2 separate regions of the Danio rerio genome follow, and region 2 is linked to region 1. The links are chromatin contacts, called in public Hi-C maps. All regions are on one chromosome and are shown on one strand. The core of a region is the stretch at or near the end of the contact, and the rest is flanking DNA. Distances in the headings are between cores, read along the strand shown. Region 1 holds the start of ftcd (formimidoyltransferase cyclodeaminase). Region 2 holds the start of mfsd6a (major facilitator superfamily domain containing 6a).

Region 1 (5,869 bases), core at 1,946-4,445:
AATGCACTTACTGTTTTGTACATTTCAAATCTGAGAAATGTACCAAAGCGACTGAGAAAAACTGGAATACAACACAAGTAAATGCAAAGACGAAAAGTCTGCAAAGACAAAAGTGTGTATTTTTGTTTGCACATATTATGTTATAAAAATAGTAGTGTATATGTAACCCCACTGGTTCTACACCACCCAACCCGCTCAGAGCTGGTATCAAACCGGCTACCTTCCACAAGGGAGTCGGTTGCTCTAACAAGGAGGCTAAAGACCACGGCCTCTAGCATCTGTCGCTAGAGCATCTTTACAGGTCAGAGGAGTGAGGTTTACCTGCACAGCACACACTAGCTGGCCTCCGTTACATATACATAATTGGGTTTTGTATTTTTTGGCTTCATATTATCACTTTTTAGTCTACTCATTTTGATGTAATCATAATAGTACAAAGAGTCATGTATTGTAAAACGGATATTTATAAAAATCCATAGTGGAATAGAACATCACAACCACGGTTTCTGCTGGTGTCAGACACTATTTCAAATGTATGCTTTCTTTAGTCTTTTTTAAAACCATTGTAAATTAAATTTCTGACTTATATAGGACTTTTAATTGACGTTCCCAAACTTTTCAGCTCGCGAGCCCCAACATAACATTGAGAAATGTTGGGGTCGCGAGTCACAGGCAGAGGTAGTTATAAATATACAAATGTTGCACACACAACAATAGGCCTATACAAACATGATTATATTGCCAAAACAAAAAAGTGCAACAGTCTTAACAATCATTGGCTTTAATTAATATAATTACTAACTCATTTGTTTAATTTAATATTAACCTCACCTCAATGAACCTGGTGGACACCATGTTTTCAGCCTTTTTCACCATGTTTTAAGTCTATGGGTTTAATTTTGGAGATCATCCTCAATGTTCAGTTGTGGCCTGTATTTATTTTCAATGCATTTGATTACCATGAAGAAGTCAGAAAGTTTAACCTGGTGCTATAAAATCAGTCTGTGTTGTTAATCTAAAAGTATCTAATCTAATATACAATCCTATGACAAGAATTAAAGGCTGAGGTCTTTTATTTATTTATTTTTTTTGCATGTTGTTGCTTTTTATGCAACTTTTAAATACTGTTTTTATTTACTGTGGGTTATGGATAAAATATTGATTAATTAATACTATAAGATTTAAAAACTGCATTAGCTAGTCAGATGTCATCATAACTACACCACAAAATCGCAAAAAAAAATAAATTAAATTAAAACAAGACTAAATTTTAAAATACAAATTTATTACATCATATACAGTATCATTAGGAACAAAGAGGAATCTGTTGAAGTTTTAAAGTTAAAAAAACTGTAGCCTAAAGGTGCTCCAATTACCCCCACAGTCCAAATACATGCGCTATAGGTGAACTGAATAAGCTTGTCCGTAGTGTATGTGTGTGAATGAGTGTGTATGGGTGTTCCCGATGATGGGTTGCAGCTGGAAGGGCATCTGCTGCGAAAACAAATGCTGGATAAGTTGGCGGTTCATTTCGCTGCGGCCACCCCAGATTAATAAAGGAACTAAGCCGAAAAGAAAATCAATGAATGAATTATTCAATAATATTAATAATAATTATTATTATTAGACAGCTCCTAATATTTTTGGTAAAACTAAGTTGCACATATTTATTGCACTACGTTGCACTAATTCATCTTGAATTTTACATTTACCCACTGTACATATACATTTGTTATCATGTCCATATCTTTCTGCATACCTCTGATTATTGATAGCAACCTGTACCTATATTTGTCTATTGTAAACTCTGTTCATATACAACCTGTATACATATCAAGTGTAAAGTATTCCTAGAGCTTCACTTTTCCCACAAATTTTCATGTTACAGCCTTATTCCAAAATGGATTAGATTAATTTATTTCTTCACAACTTTACACGCAATCCGCCATAACGATAATGAGAAAAAAGATTTTTTGAAATTGTTGCAAATTTATTAAAATGAAAAAAAAAAAAACCTGAAGAATCACATGTACATCAGTATTGACAGCCTTTGCTGTGAAGCTTTAAATTGAGCTCAGGTCCATTCTGTGTCCACTGATCATTCTTAAGATGTTTCAGCAGCTTAATTAGAGTTCACCTGTGGGAAATTCAGGACACGATTTGAAAGGCTTACACCTGCCTGTCTAAGGTGCCAGGGTTGACAGTGCATGCTGTTAAATTATTATTTTTATTATTATTGCCACTTTAATTATTTTAAATATTTTATTTATTTATTTATTTTAATTACTTTTAATTATTTTATTTGAGCTACTCCTCCTAAAATGTTTTTTTTTTGCAAGTATTTTGACCACATGCAGACCCCATAAGCAACTATCTTCTGTTTTTTTGAACTTTACCCTCCTCACTCTTGCATAACATTGGTGTCACTTTAACAGGCGGGTGTATCAGACCTGTGTTCCATCCAAAAACACAGAAGGTCTAAATCTGTGCTCCTCCTTCAGCTCTTTGGCCTATTTCTGGATCAGTCATTAACAGACGTCCCAGCTTGGTCATGATGCAACTGTCTGGGTGCTTTTCAAGAGTCATTTATTAAACCGTCTGCTTTATCAATTCACAATTTACTTGTTACTACAGTACATACTGAAAGCCAAATCTCTGTCTATGATTAAAGGGATAGTGCACTCACAATTAAAAATTCTGTCATCATTTGCTCACCTTAGACTTCTTTCTAACGTTTACAACTTTCTTTCTTCTGAAAAACACAAAAGAAGATATTTTGAAGAATGATGAAAACCTGTAACCGTTGACTTCCATAGTATTTGTCTTTCCTACTATGGAAGATGAGGGTTTTTAGCTTTCTTTGAAATACCCTTATTAGTTTGTGTTCAACCAAAGAAAGAAACTCTTAATAATTTCTAATCACTTGAGGGTGAGTAAATAGTGAGTATATTAAATATTTTGGGTGTAAACAATCCATTTAAGCTTCAATCTTTGACCATTAATAAACCAACATTATTCAGGAGCCAGATTAAAAACGTCCCCAAACAATGTTTGACGGCGACCCCTCTCCAAAAGCGTTTATCTGTGAAGACAGGGGAATCATTAAATGACCTGAATCCAGTCCAAGAGACGGGTTAATTATTCAAAACACATGCATGCCGCCCGCTTTAAAAGTTCAACTTTAGGGTCAGTATTGAAGTGTGTGTGAGGAAAGCTCTTGCAGTCATGGCTAAACTGGTGGAGTGTGTACCTAATTTCTCAGAGGGACGTAACAAGGAGGTAAGATTAACATTGATGTACTGTATATTTGCACAACTGACAAAACTAATTGGCCATTAATATAAACAACAACAGTGTTGAGGAAAATATACTGGTTAAAACAACAAAGATATCATATTTTGTCATATATTTCATATCATTATTGTCACTGTGTAAACAGCAAATGCATATATTGTGATGTTGTGCATTTTAAAAGCATAGTTCCCTCAAAAATGTAATATTTACACACACTCAAGTGTTTTTCGGTTCCACTTTATATTAAGTTGTCTTTACTAATATGGACTTACACTGAAATTAATCATTTGTTACAGTGTACTTATTGTGTAAATACATGTTTTTACAATGTACTTAAAATTGATTAAAAAACTATTACATCTGTAATTAAATTTTAAATTATACTGTTACACCTTAACCTATCACTAAACCTAGCCATACTACCAAACCTGTCCAGAACGTGATCTGTATCCCACGTCAATATACTATAAACAAAGTAAGTACATTGTATTTATTTTTTGATGTAAGTGCCTAGAAGTTAAGGCCACTTATAAAGTGGGAACTTTTTATGAATTTCCTTCTTCTGTTGAACACAAAATAAAATATTCTGAAGAATGTTGGGAAAACACACTTTAATAAAACAATACCATGAACATTAGTTTTTTTTTTCCAGTATTCTTCAAAATATCTTCCTTTGTGTTCAACAGAAGAATGAAATTCAAACAGGAAGTTTTAGAGGAAGAAAAAATGAATAAACTGAATTTTCATTTTTGGGTGAATTTTCAGCCAATTTTAAATATTCAGCCTTCAGGACTTGCAAATGTACTGCGTTTGGAAAACATGCAACTAGAAAAACACTAACAAACTGAGAAAACATCACTTTTCAATACATGCAAATACAGAAACATGCTGCAAATAGTGCAGATCACAACAGAAAAGGTGACAAACCTGGCTGCTTCCTGTTTAGAGTCATCTGTGTTGTAGTAGATCTTAGAGGTCAGTTTTTGGTTTATTTTAACATCCGAATCATATAATTTATAGTTGTTTGAATATTTTTAGCTCAAGTAATCGGATGAATTGTCAATTAATGTTAAATGAAATGCTATGCTAGTGCTACGAGTTAGCAAGATTTTCTCTCAGAACTAAAACATACAAACAACAAAAAAGTACAACTAGGATAAGCAAAAATCTTCATTTAGTGGAGAGGAAGGGAGTAATATCAAATGTAAACAAAGGATAGGAGGAAACAAGCTTTCCCGCACTTTCACTCCATGTGGTGTGGAGGCAAATATCTGACTGTGTGTTTACACCCAGTGTTTGTATTGTCCTTATGTGGAGACATCAAAGTGTCTGAGGTATCTTAAACCTTACAACAGGTTTTGTGAATAAATGACTTTTAAAACTCAGATTTACTACGTTAAAATTGTTGAGGATGTTAAGATTGTTTTTTTTCCATTACCATGATGTACACAGTAAATGATTTTGTCCTTTGGGAACTGATTGGATCATAGGAAGATAGCCGTTACTAACAAAATGGAGGAAGAAGTTTTTGAGAATTACTGTCCACAGGAATCACCGTCAGGACCCTCTGGTTTTCAGATGCCTGATAATTACGTGGCAGAGCTCAATTTTACAGATGTCGGATCAAGATAAATTTAAGCCACAGATATGAGGCAAAAAACACTCGGTATAGCCCCACCCTAAATGACTCATAGCCTCCCCTAAAATGAATGATAGCTCCCCCAAGGACTGATAGTCCTGCTCTAAATGACTGATCTGGTAGCCCACCTTATATTACTGATATCTCGACCACAAAAGACTGATAGCCCCACCCAATAAGACTGATATCAGTGCTCTAAATAACTGATATCCCCACCCCAAATGATTGGTATTCCCACTCCAAAGGACTGATTGTCCCGCCCTAAATGACTGATCTGATAGCCCATCCTAAAGGATGAATTATACTTCTTTGTCAAACACAGGTGCGTGGATGCATAGCCATCGCCGTTGGCAACGCTGACGTGTGCCTCCCAAAAAATGTAACGCATAGCGCAAGCTCTGTCATTGGTCCGCTTGGTAGCACTGACGAGTGTGAGTGGGGGTGAGAGCCGTGCAAGCCCGATGCAGCAAGTGTTTACAAGTGTCGAGTCCCGTGAAGGAGCTCTGGATGAAAACTGTTGTTCTGTGTTTACCTTATGATTAAAGTTGTTGCACGTCCACCAGTTTCCGCCTCTGAATGAGCGAGTTTGAGCCACTTGTACATTAAGGTAGCGTTTAGAATAAAACAAAACACCAGCGAAGAAACTCGACACAGAGGAACATGAACACCTACTGCCAGCTTGTGTTTCGGAAGTGCTATTGCAGAGGAACACAACCAGCGCGGAGAAGTGGGTCACGCCAATCACTTGAAGCAGAAGTATAAACCAGGCTTAAATGACTGATATCTCCACCCCAAACGAATGATAGCCCTGCCCAAAAGGACTGATAGTCCCGCCCCAAAAGACTGATAGCTCCGCCCTAAAGGTATTCCATGTGACCAGAAGTGAAGAAAAGTCGTTTTGAGGGGTTGGGAAGGTCATAGTGTTGGATTAAAGAT
Region 2 (5,869 bases), core at 2,285-4,784, 160 kb after region 1:
AACATCAAACTTAAATTGAGTTGCCACGATCAGAGCGATTACCATTAACACGCCAAACACAATGAAGGCAATGTGATAGTTCTTGTAATTTTTCATGATGCACTCCATGTTGCCAATGATGAGGTTGGTGCTGGTGTGGTCAATCCAGATGCCAATGCAGAGCATGGCAAGACCCCAGCCTAGAGATCCCCACATACGTTGCAGTCCATATCTGTCACGGTGTGGACCCAGGTAGTGTAGTGTCACCTAGAACAATTCAAACCAACATTTTAGGCGACTTCAGAGTTTATACTGATTTAAAAGCTAAAAGTTAAAGCTAAAGAGTAATTTCTACTATAAGTTTCCAGATTTCTTCATGATTAATTCCTTATGTCCTTAGGGGGCTCTAACCCTAACCCTAGGAGCATAGATTTGTTCCTGATGTAACTAGCTGCAGTGCTACAAATCCTGCAAAGAAAGGAATATGGCTTGAAAACATGTTAACACACAAAAATTTTATAAAACTAATTTTGTCTTTTGAACTTTGCCAGGGACACCAATATTGACTTCTGTTTCAAAACGGACAGGTTTTAAAAGGAACGCTCCACTTTTTTGAAAATAGTCTCACTTTACAACTCCATTAGAGTTAAGAAGTTATGTTTTACGATTTGTTAATCCATTTAGCCGATCTCTGGGTCTAGCAGGAGCACAGATTAGACCAGAGGTTCCCAAACTCGGTCCTGGATGTCTGGTGTCCTGCAGATTTTAGCTCCAACTTGCCTCAACACACCTGCAAGGATGTTTCTAGAAAGCCTAGTAAAGCTGCGGTCATACTAGACTTTTCTCCCCATAGACTTACATTCATACTCACGTGAATGTGTCAGACCGGAAATGCAAGCTCGTTTGACGAGTTTCGCAGTTTGCTGTGGTGCAAAGCTTAAGCTTGGTGAACTCTGACCAGTGAAATCGCATCACTTGACTGTGTGAGACCAATCGAGGATCAATACATGACCTCTCTGGACAGAAATTTTAAATATGGACCAATCGCTCGCTTTTTCAAATGTCTAATCATATTGTTTAATCCCGCCCCTTATTGCAGCACCCTACGATGGAATTTCGCAAGCTTAAACTCTAGTGAGACTACAGCATAAGAGCTTGATTAGCTAGCCCAGGTGTGTCTGATTGGGGTTGAAGCTAAAATCTGCAGGACACTGGAACCCCATGATCTTTAACTTTCTTACTGAGTGCAGCTCATCACTATCAGCTCCACAGCAGTGGACCAATCAGAAGCATTGCAAGTTTCTGTTCACGGGCACTCAGTGGCTGTGTTAAGAGACCTGCATACTTTATGCTGGGCTTTTTTTATTTTTTTTTATTTTACCGAAGCATTGCCTCTAACATTTTTAGAAGAACAGACGTGTTCAGTGTGATTCAAGCGGAAACATCCCACTTTCCCTTGTGAAGCCAATACGGAAGTAATTGAAACGGCAATTCATCGACTGGCATTTGGGGGCTGGCTCCAGAAACTCCTGACGTTCACTGACTGCCATGCTAAATTTTACAACTGATAAAATGTTTACAGCTTGGTACAAAAGATGGTTTTGGTGTATATAACTAATATTACCCTTCATGAGCACAGATTAGACCAGGGAGCATGATTAGACCAGGGGTTCTCAAACTCAGTCCTGGAGGTCTGGTGTCCTGCATATTTTAGCTCTAACTTGCCTCAACACACCAGCAAGGATGTTTCTAGTAAGTCTAGTAAGAGCTTGATTAGCTATCCCAGGTGTGTCTGATTGGGGTTGGAGTTAAAATCTGCAGAACACCTCGAGGACTGAGATTGAGAACCCCTGGTTTAGACTCTTAGCACTCAAATTGATAGTTCTATAAGCTCTATAAGCTTAGATAACTTTCATATTTAACATTTAATTCTTTTGTAGTTATATCGTATACTAAGACTGATGGGAAATCAAAAGTTGTTTTCTGAGTTGATGTGGCTAGGAACTATACTCTTATTCCAGTGTAATAATCAAGTAACTTTTCTGCCGCAGGTGCAATGATATTACAGGGATACAATGTGTAATATCAATGCTCCTGTAGCAGCCATGGTACAGCAACGACTGTGATAATGATACATGTGAAAATGTTTTTTGTTCCTTTTCTGGACTATAAACATCTCTGGATCATTGTTGTCTATGGAGGATGAGGGAGCTCTCAGATTTTATCTAAAACATAGGTCCCTACCTCAATTCCTGGAGGACCAGAGCTCTGCACAGTTTTGTTCCAACCCTAATCAAACACAGCTGATCCAGATAGTCCAGGTGTTCAGGAGAATCTTGAACACCTTGATTAATTGGTTGCATCAGCTGTGTTTCATTAGGGTTGGAACAAAACTGTGCAGAGCTGTGGTCCTCCAGGAATTGAGTTTGAGACCCATGATCTAAAATATCTTAATTTGTGTTCAGAATATGAACAAAGGTCTCAGGGGATTTATTCCTAACACAAAGGTGAGTGTAGCTAATAACCGAATTTTAACTTTTGTGTAAACTAACCCTACCTAAGCTAATTTTGAAGAAAAAGCATTACGTACCGTATCTACAATTGTAATAGCTGGAGCACTGAAAAACTCGCCAATGATGATGACGAGCAGAATCAGGAGAAAAATGGCGTTAACCTGGTCCATGTTATACTCAGGGGGTGGCAAGTTTGGGTTGGTTGTGGTACTCTTGGTAGTGCTGCTAGATGTTGTGTTTGTGCTGCTGGGGGTTGATGTTGAGATGGACGTGCTTGGCTTGGGTTGTGTGGTTGTACTGGTTTGGTTAGTTTGTGTGGTGTTAGCCAGTTCTTCAGGTGCCGGGGTAAAACTCAAGTTTGAATCTCGTTTGATTCGATGTTCAGAGATGTAGCCTGAAGATTGACCGGAGGAAAGGATGGTTCGCCAAGGGTATTGTCCAATTAGATCCCTGCGCCGTCTCATTTGACTAGTTGAACTAGTGTTGGGGAAGAATGTTTCATTAGAAGGGGTAGGGTGGACAGTTGGTACCTTGGTCGTTGTCGGGATGGTCTCCTCTTTACATGCCATAATTGGGGGCTTCACAATGCCAATCCCAGCATTGAAAAGGATCCAGCACAACATTGAGAACAGCAAGACTGCTTTTCCTTTCCTATATCGATCTGCGACAATGCCCCAAAAAGGGGCACTGCAGAACTCTATGAAATATCGGATTCCCACTAGGAGACCACTTTGAGTTGGATTCATCCCCAGCTGCTTGTAGTAGAGAGCAAGAAGGGGATGAAGGGAACCATAGGCGGCATAAAAGAACAAATAAAACACTTTTGACACAAGAAGGTGGCGGTTGACGCGTAAGAACAACCGTTCACAGCAGCTCAATTCGTGTTGAGGGGATGGAGTTGGCGCTGTATCATTTGGTACATCATTTTCAGGTGGTTGAGATGGTGACTGAATCTCAAGTGACAGGCGGTCAAAGCGCTCAAGGTGTTTCCTCTTCAGCTCCTCCTCATCTTCTGTTAAGATGGCCACTCGGTCGTCTGCCATCTTTTCTGGGGTGCTTGATATTTCTGGTAGGGTCAAAAAACATACAAAAGTATGGATTATTTTAAAAATGACATTTTCAATTTATATTGGATGCCATTTGTAAATAGGGTAATAGAGCTGCACAATATTGGAAAAAAACTGACATTATGATTTTATTTCTTTGCAATATATTGTGATATAAATACAATTTCACCAGTTTCACTATTACTACTATAATTACTATTATAACTACTACTTTAGATTGATTGGGAGGATTTGTAGGGGAGAGAAATGTAAATATATTTATATGTAATTTATTCAGGGTGTCTATGGGGTCTTAAAAAGTATTAATTTAAGGCCCTTAAAAAGTATTTAAAAGTCTTAAATGCTACTTAAAAAACAAAGGGGATGCCTTTCAAAAAATATGGATGCCTCTAATGATCCTCTAACTCTATGAACACATCTGATGTATTTTCACAACGTGTGACCTTAACCACGGCATAACTTTGTGTATTATGTTTTTTGTATTTTGTTTGTATGTTTATTTATTTCATTACTATTATTATTTATTTATTTATTTATTTAATTTTATTTCTCTTTGCCTTTTTGCTGCTATACTTGTTTACTGATACATTTGTCTTTGCCCTTTTTTGTTTACGTTTGTATGTTCATTAAAACCAATTTAAAAAAAATGTCTTAAATGCTATTTTGCAAGGTATTAATTTATTTATTTATTTTTTATAAATTTTGAATATGCAATGTATAGTTGTATGCTATAGTTTGCCTGAATTTAATCTGAGATTATTAGGATGCTGTGTAGTTTATGAAATTAATAAAAATCTCCAAGTTTACTGCAGTAACTGAGGCATCACCATTATTTCTGCAGCTCTATAGGCGCCAACCTGCTGAACTAGCTAGATTTAATAGATTTTTATTCAGTATATGAATAACCTTTTAGATTTGGATTAGTTTCTTACATTACAATGAAGTAAATATACTGTAAGTTAAAATCTCTCCAGTGTTTTGAGTTGAAACCTAAAATGGTTATAAATACTTAAATTGTATGGAAAGAGTCTTAAAAAAAAGTTCTTAAAAGGTACTGAATTTCACTCTCTGATTCTTGTATATACTCTATTATATACATTTCAATGCTTCCAACAGGTTTTAAATATACTTGCGGTGGTAGCCGGATTAAAACACACCTTTTACACACAACATATGGTTACCTATATGCGACAAAAAAGTGATTTTTAACAATACTTTTATTTATTATACGCTATCTTTTCAATGGATTAACATTTTAAGAGTCATTTAGATCAAATAATTAATTATTTAATGTTTCTCTGACTCTTGCCACTGTGCACATGGTGTACTTAGGGTAAATTAGGCTTAAAATAATGAATGTAATTTATTAATTAAATAAAAATGTAATGCAAAAACACATACAACTGCTTAGAAATCGAAACCAAAAGCCAATTCCTGGATATTTTAGGAGATTTAGAAACCCCTGACGGACGCATTTTTAAGTCCCAAAAAGGTGCGTCTCTACAGAGCATGTGTGATTGTGTTTGGGAGTGTTGACAATTGACTGCACACATACAATGACAAGTAGGAAACATGTAGGGCGAGAGGAGATTTTCCACTTGTTAATCGATTGCGGATGTTTGGTTATTAAGCGGATACAAAAAAAGTGTAAAAGATAATGATCATAATAAAAAAATAAAGTGTCACCAATTATACCTGGGAGGCTCACCCAAGTAAAGTCTATGTGTGGGAAGCACTGCATTTATTGAACAAACAAACTATCATAAATAAACACAATGGATCAAATGTTAAAGTGAAATAAATCACGCTTTATAGTTTTCGGGAGAGAGTAAGAGTATTTAGGTACAGCAATTGTCATATACATAAATTCAATAAAATGAATTAGTGTGTGTGTGTGTGTGTGTGTGTGTGTGTGTATGTATGTGTGTGTATGTATGTATGTATGTATGTAAGTAAGTATGTATGTATGTATGTATATATATATATATATATATATATATATATATATATATATATATATATATATATATATATATATATTCAAATAGGGTCAATATGGACACACAAGTTTTACATTTACACATGATCACTTACTATAGTATCAAATTCCAATGCAAACTAAAGCAAATTTTTTACTAGCCATTTACTCCCCCACATGGTGGTTCTAAACGCTTCCTCTGTTGAACAAAAAAGATACTTTGAAGAATAGTCATTGACATCCATACCACACTACCAAAAAAAAAAATGGTAGTTGATGAGTATGTTTACATGGACACTAATAATCTGATTTTCATAAGATTAAGACAATAC

Evidence for each region. A called contact is a pair of places that touch in the nucleus more often than the background predicts.
Region 2: a Hi-C map of embryo shows a contact between it and region 1, with 2.8 times the contacts expected there. The contact joins the promoter of mfsd6a here to the promoter of ftcd in region 1. A contact is called at or near these places in 3 of 18 Hi-C or Micro-C datasets (caudal fin, embryo and hematopoietic stem cells) and 2 of 4 datasets of contacts at active chromatin or transcription factors (caudal fin and gastrula embryo).

Annotation. Positions count from the first base shown.
Region 1 is chr22:12,460,875-12,466,743 of GRCz12tu, forward strand. ftcd (formimidoyltransferase cyclodeaminase) reads left to right here and starts at 3,196. Exons shown (of 14, transcript NM_201077.2): 1 at 3,196-3,279. The coding sequence starts at 3,226.
Region 2 is chr22:12,616,467-12,622,335 of GRCz12tu, forward strand. It overlaps mfsd6a (major facilitator superfamily domain containing 6a), which reads right to left and starts at 3,535. Exons shown (of 7, transcript NM_001083056.1): 1 at 2,570-3,535; 2 at 1-246. The coding sequence starts at 3,535.